2 separate regions of the Triticum aestivum genome follow, and region 2 is linked to region 1. A link is a contact called in public HiCAR-type data. All regions are on one chromosome and are shown on one strand. Each heading gives the region's core, a stretch centred on a gene start, on an enhancer-like site or on the middle of the called end of the contact. The rest is flanking DNA. Distances are from core to core; before and after follow the strand shown.

Region 1 (6,990 bases), core at 2,490-4,989:
TCAGTGTGTAATGTAATGTAATCATGTGTTCTGAGGAATAATTTCAAAATTAGAAATAGTTAGCTGATCAACCCCGAGGTGATGAGTTTGGTCATATTACACGACTGTATAGCTTCACATCAATGCCCAGAGGGGCCAAACACGGAACATAGTTTTCTGAGGGGGCAAAAGAATTTTCTGATTGTTTATTAACCCCCTCCTTAAAAAAATCTTCACATATTGCTCGTGCATTACACTGTAGCACACCGCTTTTACGATCGCCTCCCAAGTCCCCAAGCTGTAATTCCTCGGACCTGTAATGATAGTAGGTGCCATTTTTGTATCAATCTTTTATTTTAAAGAAAAACATAATAAAAACTTTTAAAAGAGTAGACCTTAAAATAAAATTAGAGAGAAAATGGTCGGAGCTAAAAATCACTACAGAACCAACGGGAATATACTAAACTGCATTCGACATACTACCACAGAATATTTCATCATTATGCATAAACTTCGGGATAATAAATTTGTCAAAATGGAAAGGGGACCAGGAAACAAAGTGTAAAAATCATCCCAGCTTTTGGTAACAAAATGAGTGGCACATATTATTACTGAAATTTCTGTGCAGATCAAAAAGAGCTATCCGCTTTAGTACCAACTTCCACTTTGCACCATTTTTCAGTGTGTAATGTAATGTAATCATGTGTTCTGAGGAATAATTTCAAAATTAGAAATAGTTAGCACGGACCCGAAATCGTCATAATAGGTACATCTGATCGTGATTTGTGTTCCAGCTAAACAAAACCAGCCCTTAGCTAGAAAATCTAGAAACACGAACCAGCGTTTGACAGTCAGACTCAAACAAAACATTCATTATACCCCATTCTGCTATTGCCTGTGTTGCCGATGTGCATTCATTTCGTTAACTGAAGAGCAATGAGTATGACAGGGCGCCGGAAGGAATCATCAAAAAAGACTTACAATCCAGATGTTGTCCACACCACAGAGTACAACAGCAGCCAACTTGGATCTGAAGGGGTTCCACACCCAGTACTCAACCTTGGATCCGTCCTCGTTCTGTACAATAAGAAAACAACAATAAACATCAGTCTACTGCATCTGTAGAACAGTAATGAACATCATTTCAGAACAGCACCAATAAGTGTATCTCTCAGCCAGTAATTGCATCGTTTACATATAGGCATAAAAAAAGTGCATCTTTCAAACAACAATGAACATCATTCACAAGCTCTAGAAGCAGAACAGAGCATAAAAATCCATCAGCAGAATCTGAAGCCAGTGAATATATCTAAAAACTACTGACATAAGTGTATCATTTGCTCTTGTAGGAACTAAAAATAGTCGAATCTAAGCTGATAACCCTGCTGAATCAAAGCTGGTTTACCATGTGCTATCGAATTTCAATTCTGTAGCAGTGGAATTCTGGACAGTGTTTCAGGAATCTGTACAATAATGTCAAAGGGAAGGTAATTTAAGATGGCATCCAATTAGTTCAGTAGTGCTTAAAAAATCTAATTAGTTTAGGAACAACAAAACTTTAATAATAAGTACATGTATAGTTCAACATTAAAAGATGAGCAAGTGGAAAGAAACTGACACTAAGAATGGAATATTAACAGGAACAAAACTCCGACTGAACTTGTTCAATTTTTTTTACAGTTCCATGAATGCAGAACCAGGGCACATTGTTCAAAGAGTTTTGGTTAAAACATTTTTTCAGACAGTCAATAATTTCAGCTTGTAAATCCCCAAAATTTCTCGAAAAAAAACCATAATAAATAAACATGAACATGCTCTTATTTGTTGTTCCAACATCAAGAAATAAAGATTGGGCGCGTATTGGCTGCATCTCTGTCGGGCATCGTGGCCTCGTATTGGATATCTTTGCTTCTATATTTTCAATCTGCTGGGTGTCCAAGCGCATACAGGATGTCATTACTCTGCGTATTTGAGCATCTAAAAAAATAAGTCAATGGTGCATCATGTTAAAGGAGAAGAACAATTATACTATCGAAGAACATCAGCACATAATTCAACCTGATCTCAACTCCACATGTCCTGGACACCAAATCCATTTTAAGTACACATAATTAAAAGCTGCTAATAGTTCTGTAGTTCTGCTAAAAAGCAAGTTGGAAACTATCATTAGCAAAATATTTGAGCACCTACTCAATGTTTATATTCAAAACTGAAGTATCCAGCTTGTTAGAAAAAAAATATGCAAGCAACATGATGAACAACTCACCATAACTTAATTTTTGTAGATACATTGGACTGTACAACATGTTCACTTCTGAAAACAAATTACACCAGCCTGAATGCCTGATACACCAAAGAAAAGCCTGAAAAAAAATGAAGTTCAACTCCTCATAAGCATAACATCAAACATGGTGTGGGCGTAATATCAAGAACAGAGGCACACATTAATTTGGGAAGAATGCAGTTGTCAATCCATGAGAGGGTGAGAGACAAAGAGAAAGAGATAGATCCTGAAGGAGAGGAGCAGCAACATCAGCCCGTGACCACCAGGATAGGGAAAGAGATGAGAGGTACAGCGGAGCTCCTTGTCTACTGTAACTGCAAGTGCTACTTATTACACGGCAACAGTAGAATCTTGCATCCTCTGTATAAACAAAAAGCAAATCTTATACCTTGAGGAGTTGGGGTGGTGGAGGCTTGAGCGTGGTGTGCTGCCGGACTGAAGGAGCCGCCCAGGTGGGGAGCGGACCAGCCAGATTGGATGAAATGACTGCCGGAGGCAGAGCAAGGTGGCGTTGAGCTCAACCAGCGAGGGGATGGGCGCATCGAGCAGCAGATGGGGGCGTCGAGCAGGGCGTTGACCTTAACCGCCGTCGTCCTAGTACGGTACTCCACAACGGAAGGGCGCCACCGTGTCAGCCCGCATCGCTCGTCGTCGACCAGGGAAGGGCGTCCAGCAGAGGTGGCCGTCCTGCTTCCCCAACGACCGGGAGAGGAAGGAGGCTAGGGGAGGTGCGCCATCCAGCGATTCGGCGTGCCTTGCTCTGCCTCTCTCTCCGTCCAGCGTCAGCCACGCCGCCGCCGCCGGTTGCCCCGTCCTCGACCAGATCTGGACCCCACTCCCCTCACCCGAATCGACGCGCCCAGCCTCCTGCGTCGTACAAATGCGCCACCACACGCCGGAGGACACTGCGCCCGGCCTACCTTGCCCTTGACGCCGGTGTTGACTGCTCCTCTGCCTCGCTCGCCTACACCGCTGCCGCAACCGCAGACGACCTGCTGCTACTCGTTGCGGAAGAACAGAGGCCGCAGCAGAACTCGGCGCATGGGCGACGGGGCGACGCCGGAAGCAGAAGAACGCCGCGACGACGAGGGCGGCGCTGGCGTGATGCAGACGAAGCAGACGCGAAGGCCGACAGCAGGGGCACGCCTCCGGGCGATGGAGGCCGAGAACAGGCGCCGGCGGCCGGGGGCAGGGGACTTGACGCGGCCGGCGTACCATCCTCCATGAACGCCCACGGCGTCCGCCTTCTCCTCCGCCTCGGCTATAGCCGTGCAGCAAGCCCACGGCGTCCGCCTTCTCCTCCGCCTCGTCTGTAGCCGCACCCATGGCGTCCGCCTTCTCCTCCGTCGCGGCTTGCCGTCCGACGAAGGCGCCGCCCTCACCTGCTCATGCTCCGCCATCGCTGCCGTCGCTGGAAAGGGAGGAGTTTTGGATAAGATGAATCAGGGACCGCGGACTGAATATCAAACAAACGTAGGGTCTTTTTTGTAAAACCGAAGCGTTTTTCCAGATTCACTAAAGAAAGGACTGCGAGTTCTATTTTCGAAAAGCAAAGGGACTTTTTTATAAAAATGGCGACGACGTACGACCAGAAACACTACGTGGTTTATTAGTAGGTAAAGATATATATATAGTAATTTTTATATTATGCGATATTTTTTGAAAACACACACTGAATATTATTGTATAAATACACACTGAATACTATTGTATAATATACGATGAACAATTTTGTTATATAATTGCATTTTTTTTAATATACAATATCTGAAAAAATGCGGCATAGAACAAAATTTGGTGTAAATTTTAAGAATGTCAAAAGTATTGAAATAATGTACACCATTTATTACAAAACCTATATATAAAAGAGATGCACAAAAGTTTTAAAAAATGAAAACTGGAAGAAGTCCAGGACGTGTCTTAAATAATAAAAGAAATACAAAACAAAAAAAACGCATTAAAAAACGAAACAGTTGTCCAGCAACGAAAGTGGTTTCCTATGTATAGTATTAAACATTCAAGTACCACTTTATCGAACGGAGTGGCGTGGCGTAGCGTAGCGTAGTGGTCGCCGCTATTTTCCCTCGGGTGGTCGGTCGCGTGTTCAAATCCTCTCGGGCGCAGGTAAGATTTACCTTTATTGGTTTTGAGTTTTTTTCGCAAACGAGGCCCTTTGTGTGATTAAATATAAGCCGAGGGTGGCGTAGCGTAGTGGTCGCCGCTATTTTCCCTCGGGTGGTCGGTCGCGTGTTCAAATCCTCGCGGGCGCGGGTAATTTACCTTTACTGGTTTAAAGTTTTTTCCGCAAACGAGGCCCTTTGTGCGATTAAATATAAGGCGAGAGGTTTTTCTGTAAAAGAAGATGCCATGTCAGCCCCTGACAGGCGGGCCCGCTGTCAGTTTCTCCGTAAGTACACGTTTAGTCCGTTCTGCAACGCCGCGCCCCAAAGTTGATACTGACACATAAAAATTACCGAACTTGGTACCAATCTGCTTCCAATGCCCAAATTATGGTACTTCTGTGCAATTAAATCTCTACACTAGCTACAGTGGGGAATAGTAGCTGTAGAAATGAACAGTATACAAAGGATTATGTCTCTACGCCCCAAGCCATGGCGGATGTAATAGGATAAGTGTTTAGTTTTCTACCTTGTGTTTTGCCTGCCGGTTGTGGCTATCCTATTTTTATTTTATCTCTCCACACTCTCTTGCTAGGCTCTCAAGATGTTGGGGCGAAGACCTTGTTTTTTTTTATGAAGACCTTGTCAGGATACCACCAGATGCTAATAGAATGATTAGTAAATTTTTTTTGAAGGGTGATGGAATGATTAGCAATCCACATTTATCCACCAGATGCCGTCACGAAGGAGTGAGATCAATTTCTTTTTGTGGTGAAAGGAGTAAGATCAGTTTTTTTGGAGACAAAGGAGTAAGATCAAATGATATACCATAGCGTGAAACTTTGACCCTGGGCCGGGAATTTTGGGCCAGACTTTAAACAGCCCAGTCTTTAAATATCAAGCCCGAGTATGACCTGTCTTGGCCCAAAACATATAAATAATAAAAATGAGTTTTTTTTATAAATTAAAGTACACTATTAAGCCTATTTGAAATTAAAAATTGTGAGGTGGGCTTGGAGTAGAAAACTGGAGTCGAAACTTTCTACCACCTACAAATCTTCGCTCAAGCAATAGTTCACACATGCTGATATTTATTTTCAACCCACCATTAATTGCTTAACGAAAATACATTTATGTCCAAAGTTTCGGTTCATTACACAAACTAAAGATATGCTAACAAGCAATAAGAGATGGAGAGAAAGGGGACAATGAGTTGAAACAGCAGCAGGAAACCTGCTGCCAAGAGCTCAACATCAAAACTCTAGCCATAGGGCGAAAACCTGCTATTGACACATGCTGGATGGTTTAATAATCATTAGACAATAGTAAAGATTTTGGCTGAAGCAATAGTTCACAAATATTGTCTGCCGGTTACAAAGTTCAAAGTTTCATTGCTCGTAGTGATCTTATGTTAACATTACTACTTCCTGCCTGCCTCTAGTGGTCTAACCCAAGTAGCGTGTCCACTGGTGGAAAAAGGGCCTTTGGTCGCGGTTCGCAACTGCCATTAGTCGCGGTTGCGCAACCGCGACAGACCGGGCGCGACTAAAGGCCCCCCCCCCTTTAGTCGCGGTTGCTTAAGAACCGCGACTAAAGGCCCGTCCACGTGGGCGCCAGGTGGCCGTCGGGGCGGAGGACCTTTAGTCGCGGTTCTTCTGGCCAACCGCGACTAAAGGCCGCCGCAGGTTTAGGGTTTTAGCCCCCCCCCCTTAAACCTGTTTTCTGTTTAATTTGTATTGTTTTATTTCTTTTGTGCTTTATTTTAATTTTGAAGGAGTTTCATATATTCTACGGTACTACATACATGCATATGAATGTACAATTTCAAATAAATTTGAAATTAGAACCAAAAAGAATTCAAGAGGAATATACAATATATATTCAATATCATCGGATGACCATATACAATTTTGAACAAGTTTCCATACATGATTTAATGCATATAAAGTTCTACGTCCTCGTAATAGTGTTCTCCTTTAGGATGGAGGACTTCCCTGCTGAACCATCCAGCTAGTTCCTCTTGAAGTGGTCGGAAGCGAGCTTCTGGACTAAGCATCCACCGGAGGTTATTCCTCTGAGCATTGGTATCACTCGGAACCCGCTCAGAGGTGTATCTCCGGATCATCTCACAGACATAGTATCCACATAGATTGGTCTCCGGTGGCTGAATATCCCCAGCATTCTTAGCCTTTAACATTTTGAATTCTAGCTCTTTTTTGAATTCACCGACCTTTGTATCTACGAACCGTCTCCAAACCCTACGAGGCAAAGAAAATTAAATGAACAAGAGAGTTATTAATTAGTTACTTGATATTAGGAAATGAACGAAATAGGCCGATCGATATAGAGCGCAAATGAATGAAAATAATTACTTCTGCAGCATTCTTCTCATGCCGCCCCAAAGCTTTGGATCCATATTCACAGAGTCGTGGACGAGACATTCTGAGGTGTTAACTTTAATTACTAGCAGAATCCAGTGGAACCTGCGGACACGATACATGCACAGTACGTCATGCATAACTCATCGATTAGCCGGCCACATACCATGCATGGAGTAAACAAAAGAGAATGTGCTCAAGACAGAAACACTCACTCAAAATGGTAAGG
Region 2 (6,990 bases), core at 2,697-5,196, 140 kb before region 1:
CATCATTTTCTTGCAACCACCTTGCCTCAAAGCGACGGGTTCCAACAGGTGAACGGTTGACAGCATTACCATCACCTTCCAAGTCCAAGACCAAAGGACGATGATCTGATTTAGAATGCTCAGCATTGGTTATGGTTGCATTCGGGAATAGTGCATGGAACGCACCATTACACACACCTCTGTCTAACCTTTCCCTCAGTCTCCTCCTTCTCCAAGTAAATATTTCACCCGCATATCCCATGTCCTCCAGTTGGCAATCCACCGATGCATCTCTGAAGTTTTGCATCATCTGACTTGGACGTGGAGCCCCTCCTTCCTCCTCATGGGAATATAGAATTTCATTAAAGTCCCCGATGACCACCCAAGGCCAATCATCTGCGGCCTAAGAGATCTCAAGTACTCCCAGGATAGGTGTTTATCTTCCCACTTAGGCTCTCCATAGAACCCAGTTAGTCTGCACATAGCTTCTCCCAGGCCATCTATAGCCACATCAATATTTTTTTTTTGTACATTCAGGGCTTGTATCACAACCGGACTACGCCAAGTTAGGAGGGGTAGACTCCCTTTGTTTTTGCTGGGGCAGGGATGTAGACTCCCTTTGTTTTTGCTGGGGCAGCATGTTGACTGTTTTCCCCCGCGTGCCGTGTAAGCGCTGACTCTCTGTTTTGATTTCGTTATTATTGCTATGGAACCGGGGCGAGAGCCCTTTTCCTCTAAAAACAGATCTGAGGCTGGGTGTCTCATCTCATCATCTCTGAACCTGCCACTTCCAGAAGGAGCAACAACTGCCGACACTCAAGTCGTTTAACTTCATGGCTCAAAAGAAACACCACCACAGGCGCAATGCATCACGCCGGGAATGGTTATTACTCCAAGTCAGTACTAATATCATACAGGATGGTCATTATTACCCCAACAAAGTGACAGGAAAACAGTTCAAGCAGGCTCCAGCTTAGCAGCACCTGCCATGCCACACAAACCTACCACAACAAGAGAACCGGCAGCTGCAGCTGCAGCTGCAGCGTCCCCAAACACAACGACCGTCTACCAAACCCCCAAGTAACAATTGCAGACTCTAAATTCAGTTTTACAATATCATTGGACCGAATTGACGGTCATTCACCACACACATAAGCCAAGGATGATTTGCCAGGGGGCAAAGGCCCGCCCTAGGCGCCCCCTCTTGCGCGGTAATGGAAGTCACCGGACGGTAAGGTGTGGTCGTGCTTCGAGAACATGCCACCACCGTCTGTAGGAACGCCGGCGTGGCCAGATCTTGCTGATGCATTGCCGCCGCCGGAGGCCGCCTCGGACTTCTCTTTTGCGTTGAGGAACCGCCCGCCTGTCCCCCGAGCCCGCTTCATCGCGTGCTGGTGCCGGGACTCGTGGAGGTACGGCTGAACAGAGGCATGAATATTATGTTATGTAGAGTGCATGTGGACTAAATTCATTTCTACTACAGGGAAAATAAACCAAAAGATGCCGATGGGGCCAACGATAGTACTTGTGTTTTTAAAATGAAATCATGCATAAAAATGATACCTTACGGCTTTTGACCAGCTTATTTTCAGCCTCTAATTTTGCGCGGAGCTGTCTCCTTCGGAGAATGGCATGGTATTGCTTCGCGTTCACATAAATGGGCTCTTCGGCGGCAGCCGGTTCAATTGGCAGTGGCACTCGAGAGGATGGTACCATACCCACCATCTGGGGGTGCATCTATTCAAATTGTTTTGCACCAGATAAAGATGAGTTAGTAACATCGAAAGGCACCATATTAAACCTAACAAAAAGAATAGAACCAATCTGCGGTGGGGATGGAGATTCTGAAATAAAAATAAGTTGCCACCACCAGTATGCTGCTCAACATTGAAAATTTGACTTTTAAGTGAAATTGGTGTGATTAAACACAATCATGTTTAGTTGCCTTGTCTCAACAGTCATTCCAGTTATACCTAAAGCACATGCTTGCACACAAAAATCCAAACAGTTGCCAAAGGTATAAGCAAGACCGTCAAGCACAGAAAAAAAATAAGGCCAGAAATTAGTGAGGGAACAGGGATGACAGAAATATCACTCACAATAGCATGTGTGCCATAGGCTGCCACTGCACCACCATAGTAAGGATCAGCATATGGGTATGATATGGCCTGAAAAAGCAAACATCTTGCACAATTCACATGCTCGCCATTCAACAAACACTTCGAATTCAGAAATTTTTAAGCATCATAATAGAGACTTACGAAGGGATGAGTGCGGTCAGGTTTTGGGGGTGTGTATGCTGTTTCTGAATTGCCCAGAGACAAAGCCGACATCATCTTGCCTTCATCACTCTTGGTGTAGCCATCGCGATTACCTAGTATTAAATACAAGGAGGAAACAAATGTCATCTAACTTTGATATGTAAGTGCACATCAAGGTCCTCAATCATCAATATCGTTCTTTCCATTACTATTTTTGGAGACTACTCCATTCTGTATTTCCAGGAGAGATGATATTACAAGATTATGGAATAGTAATTCAGAAAAGAAATAGTTGGCAGGTCTAGGGCGAACCAGATTGATCATTCTGCTCATTAAAGCTTCCTTCACTCATCCCGGACACTTCTTGAGGAGAATCGCTAGCTGAGGACTCGCAGTTAGGCACTTGCTGACCAAACTGAATCATGATTGTGCCATTTTCTGCCAGAGGAATACAAAAAGATGTTATAACTCTAATAGCAGCAGGAAATCAGTATATACAGCACATAGCCAGTCAAGTAGGATAGGATAGTGGAACTGAAACATTAGAAGTGAAGAATACCATGCATATTTTGCTTGCGTCTCATCTTATGGGTTTCTACTCTTGCTCTCAGTTCAAGCTGTCCATGTAAGTAAGCAGCAGGTCAGTAACAACAACAGATTAAAGTGATACTGTCCAAATAATACATTAAACGCTGAAACATGAAGATATACTAGTAGAATTGCTCCTCGCAACTCAAAAAAAAGGATCACTGAAACTGGCCGCGTGCACTTTAAAAAATTAGATTCGGTCGAATTTGACATGATGCACATGTCAAATGCTGTACTCACTGAATTATATGCTCGCACATGTAAAAAGAAAAAATCACACCAGCACTGTGCATCAACCTGGTCCCTGAATCAGAAATTCTGATCCTTAAGGCAAGGTGTACTAATAACTGAGTATACAAACTCTGAGTAGATGATTTGCTAGTCCCCCGCTAGACAAATCCGAATCGCTCATTTATAAGCTCAGGGGTTCTCTTCTCCCCACTTACAGCTGTTAAAAAAATTCAGACAACAACAGCTACTTTGAAGAAATAGCTGCAAATCACAACAAATTCACAGTCAACACTCCATCTAAATCCTCCAAGCAACAAGATTTCAGTTTACCCCCAGGTAATAGTATTGCTAGTACTACTACTAATCTTTCTTAACTTAAACTATAACAAAAGGCTGTAGACACACACACGAAAACACAGTTGAACCGCAGCAGAATGCACCCACGAATCTGAGCGGCAAATCGGCCGAAAAACAATTGAAACAGCAAGAACCCAGTCGGATCCAGCAGGAAACCGGGCAGACGGCCCAGGGAACCGGTCAGCAATGGCAGGAGGCCGAGCTCGGGCAGGGGCAGGCACAGAGCCGGCGCGCCCGCCCGCGCCCCGGAGGAGAAGCAGGGGAAGCGAGTGAGAGGCAGCGGAGGAGGAGGAGGAGGAGACCTGCGAGATGTGAGATGTGGAGGGAGCATGTCCCCCTTCCGGCGACCCCTCCTCCCTTGCCGCTGCCTCCTCCGCAACTTGCTCCTCTCCTCTGCAAGTCTTCTCCCCCTCTGTTTCCGTTTCTCTCTCTGCTTGGCTTTGGCTTTGGCTTGGTTGGAGTATTTCTCTGTTGGCTTTATCTCCCCCTCCAACTGTCCACTCACCTACCAGACCGCTGAATAAAATAACCCACAGCCCAGAAGATAGAACAGTGAGACAGAAAACGAGATGCAAAAAAATCTCGCAACATAACCCACAGCTCCGGAGTAGTAGGGTTCGAAATCACTGACGCGATTGCATCGGTGACTCGTTAACCCCGGGGTCGACCAGACCTTCCAGTTCACCGGAGTAGCAAGGCACGCCACGCGCATCACTTACCGTGTCGGTTTAGCAACCCCGGCTGCTTACGTGTCCCGGATCGATCGCGGTTTCACCGCCCGGCGAAAGATCAACTGAAGTGACATGACAGCAATGGCTTGCTTGGGAGGTGGATCCGGAGACTAGTCTGGGAGGGCATATAAAAATGCAGTTGGAAATGGCCCGGCTCGAGTGGGCACGTCGACGTATTTTATTTATGCTAGTCTCCTCCCGGCCCGAGATGTTTGATGTTTTCTCGCTTGCTATTGCTGGCCGGGAGTAGATTATGGTTGCCACGCTATCGGCGTCATGTTTCTTTTTTTCAAGATCGCTGCTACGCTTTCAGTGTCATCACCACGTAGTAGGGGAGGCCCGCGCTGCGCTGAAGAAGCGGCAGCCGTTCTTGTCGCCATCCGCCCCTGGATGTCGCTTTCAGTTTTTTGTAGCAGCGGGGCTAGCTGGGGGACGAACGTCGCGGCCATGGCGGCGGACGGGGCAGCTCCCGTCCCGTGCTTCCATCGGTGCTCCCGAAACGTTAAAATCGCATCGAACGGCTGGGCCAATTTTTCTTCCCCGTCGTCTATTTTTTTTGAGGAAACAATTCGCGGATCTCCCGTATTCCGTCCCCTCCCCCCGTATGTATTCCCCTTCGTCCCCTTTCTTCCCCTTTCGCTCTCACTTCCGACAGCCGACCGTGGTCCGCGGGGAGCGAAGGCATCGAGTGAATCCAGCGACCGCCCTCCGCTCCCGTCGCCGCACTTCCCAGTCCCTCCCCGCCGCTGACTTTGCCACCGCAGCCAAGCAGGCAGCTATTGCACAAGCTCAAGATTGAATCAGATCGGACCTAGGCCATGGCCTCGAGCAGGTGTGGCGCCACCCCCGTCGCAGATGCCGGCCCTCTCCAATCTCAAGACCACCTCCCCCTCCTGGTTTTGCTCCTCCTGCTTGCTGACATTGACCCTTCCCTGTTCGATCCAGTTTGTTTCTTCCTTCTTCTAATTTGTTGTCTGCTGATTGGATTTGTTCTCAGACCAAATTGAGGCGGCGCTGTGTGTCCATCACCGACGAGGTAACGGTCGCGGCGGCCGCCGACGCCTAGACCGTGGCGACCGTGGCGGCTGTCGCCGGCTGCGACTTGGCTTTCTGGCAGCGCCTTTGCGCGTGTTCCCTGCTAGTATAGCAGCAGTAGAAGCTAAGCAGCAACAGAGGCGGACGCGGACGCTGTGCTACTGATCACTAAATTGAGGCGGTCGACTATTCTACAGCTGGAAGACGACAGATCTCACAGGCCTTGAGCTGACCGTAGTTTTGTGAGACGTACTAATGAAACTGTTTGGTCTGTACTAATGCTAGCCTCACGTTTGAGTCTGGATATGTATCAACTGCAACTCATTCATTTGTATGATACTATTTGAGCAGGCGTATGCTAGTACTATAAGCATCTCTTTCATTAAGTATTGGTGAGAACTCTGCTCACGCCCGCCGAGGTCGCCATGCTCGGTGAGTGACCCTCTATGATGTGATTGTCTAGCACAAAATGTTGATCATGTTCTCTACTGGTTGAATGAACTGAATTTTAATTAGCTGATGTTGGTGATATTTACAGACAGCATGAGGCCAGAAGACGTGGGTCAACAATGTCAACGCCGGCGTTGTCAGTGATTAACTACAGTTCTGCTTGTGAGGTTAGATATAAAATCTATGCCGTTGGATGTTGGTCGTACTACAGTTTGTACCTGATGCAAAGTATTCTTACAACAACATAGTTCATATTGCTTGTTTAGCAGTAGACATACTAGAAATCACAATACTGTTATCGATTTCACAGAAGTTGAGTGTTATCGTTGTTTTGCGACATGTCTTTAGATGGAGTACACCAGTGAACGAGTTGACAATATTTACAGTGCATGAAAGGTAGAAAAAAATTGTTGCATTCCATCGACAGTCACATGAACAAGTAAGAATTGCAAGCATGGTCGTATACTCATAGGTTCTAATAGAATTGCAAGCAAATACATGAGATAAAAATCTGTAACATCGATTAAGCTGGCTTCTGTTGATGGAAGAATAGTAGATTCTGTCCTGGCATCATCACAGGGGTAGAAGTACCACTCGTAGGAGTCTGTTGTTGGAGGAATGATAAGTTTTGTCCTGGCATCATCACAGGGGTAGAAGTACCACTCGTAGGAGTCTGTTGTTGGAGGAATGATAGGTTTTGTCCTGGCATCACCACAGGGGTAGAGGTACCACTCATAGGAGTCTGTTGTTGCAAGAGTGATATATTATGTCCTGGCATCATCATAGGGGTAGAGGTACCACTTGTAGGAGTCTGTTGTTGGGAGAATGATAGATTTTGTCCTGACATCATCGTAGAGGTAGAGGTACCAATGGATTGTCGCAGACTTGAGTTGTAATGTGCTAAATAGGGGTGTACAAGATTGGCCGGAGCTCCCATATGACCTTATGCAAGTAAATAGCAAAGCTTAGGTCGCAGAGGATTGAAAATGAAAAAAAGTTAAAAAGAAGACTTCTTTTACCATTTGGGTTTGGTTGTACTGTGGTAGATACACAAGCATTTGGTTTGCGGAAGGCATTTCAGGTCGTAGTTGTAAAGAATTGGCTGTCTTCTTTTTCTTCTTCATTTTTTCTTTCTCCGAGCCACCAACGGATCTTGCTGATCCTGGTATAATACTTTCTCCCAAATGACCCTAAGAAGATTAATAGCAAAGCTTAGCGTCATTGTAGTTTGAAAATGAGAGAAAGTTATATGTGTAGACTTTTTATACCATTAACATTGGGTTATGTGTAGACACCTGATTTGTGAAAGGCATTTCAATATTTTCTCCCAAATGACCCTAAGAGATTAATAGCAAAGC

Evidence for each region. HiCAR-type assays count read pairs that join an accessible place to other places.
Region 2: a contact with region 1 is called in a HiCAR-type map of leaf, with 3 times the contacts expected there. The contact joins the promoter of LOC543152 here to the promoter of LOC123093336 in region 1. A contact is called at or near these places in 2 of 5 Hi-C or Micro-C datasets (both in leaf) and 1 of 1 datasets of contacts at active chromatin or transcription factors (leaf).

What each region holds. Positions count from the first base shown.
Region 1 is chr4B:574,454,799-574,461,788 of IWGSC CS RefSeq v2.1, reverse strand. LOC123093336 reads right to left here and starts at 3,739. Exons shown (of 6, transcript XM_044515271.1): 1 at 2,652-3,739; 2 at 2,489-2,577; 3 at 2,246-2,342; 4 at 1,814-1,956; 5 at 961-1,056. The coding sequence starts at 2,805.
Region 2 is chr4B:574,596,607-574,603,596 of IWGSC CS RefSeq v2.1, reverse strand. LOC543152 (nuclear transcription factor Y subunit A-7) reads right to left here and starts at 3,946. Exons shown (of 7, transcript XM_044515275.1): 1 at 3,719-3,946; 2 at 2,800-2,857; 3 at 2,553-2,678; 4 at 2,241-2,353; 5 at 2,079-2,147; 6 at 1,543-1,716; 7 at 821-1,397. The coding sequence starts at 2,824. The coding sequence ends at 1,170. LOC123093339 (a long non-coding RNA gene) reads left to right here and starts at 4,590. Exons shown (of 5, transcript XR_006445285.1): 1 at 4,590-5,043; 2 at 5,145-5,450; 3 at 5,534-5,614; 4 at 5,721-5,799.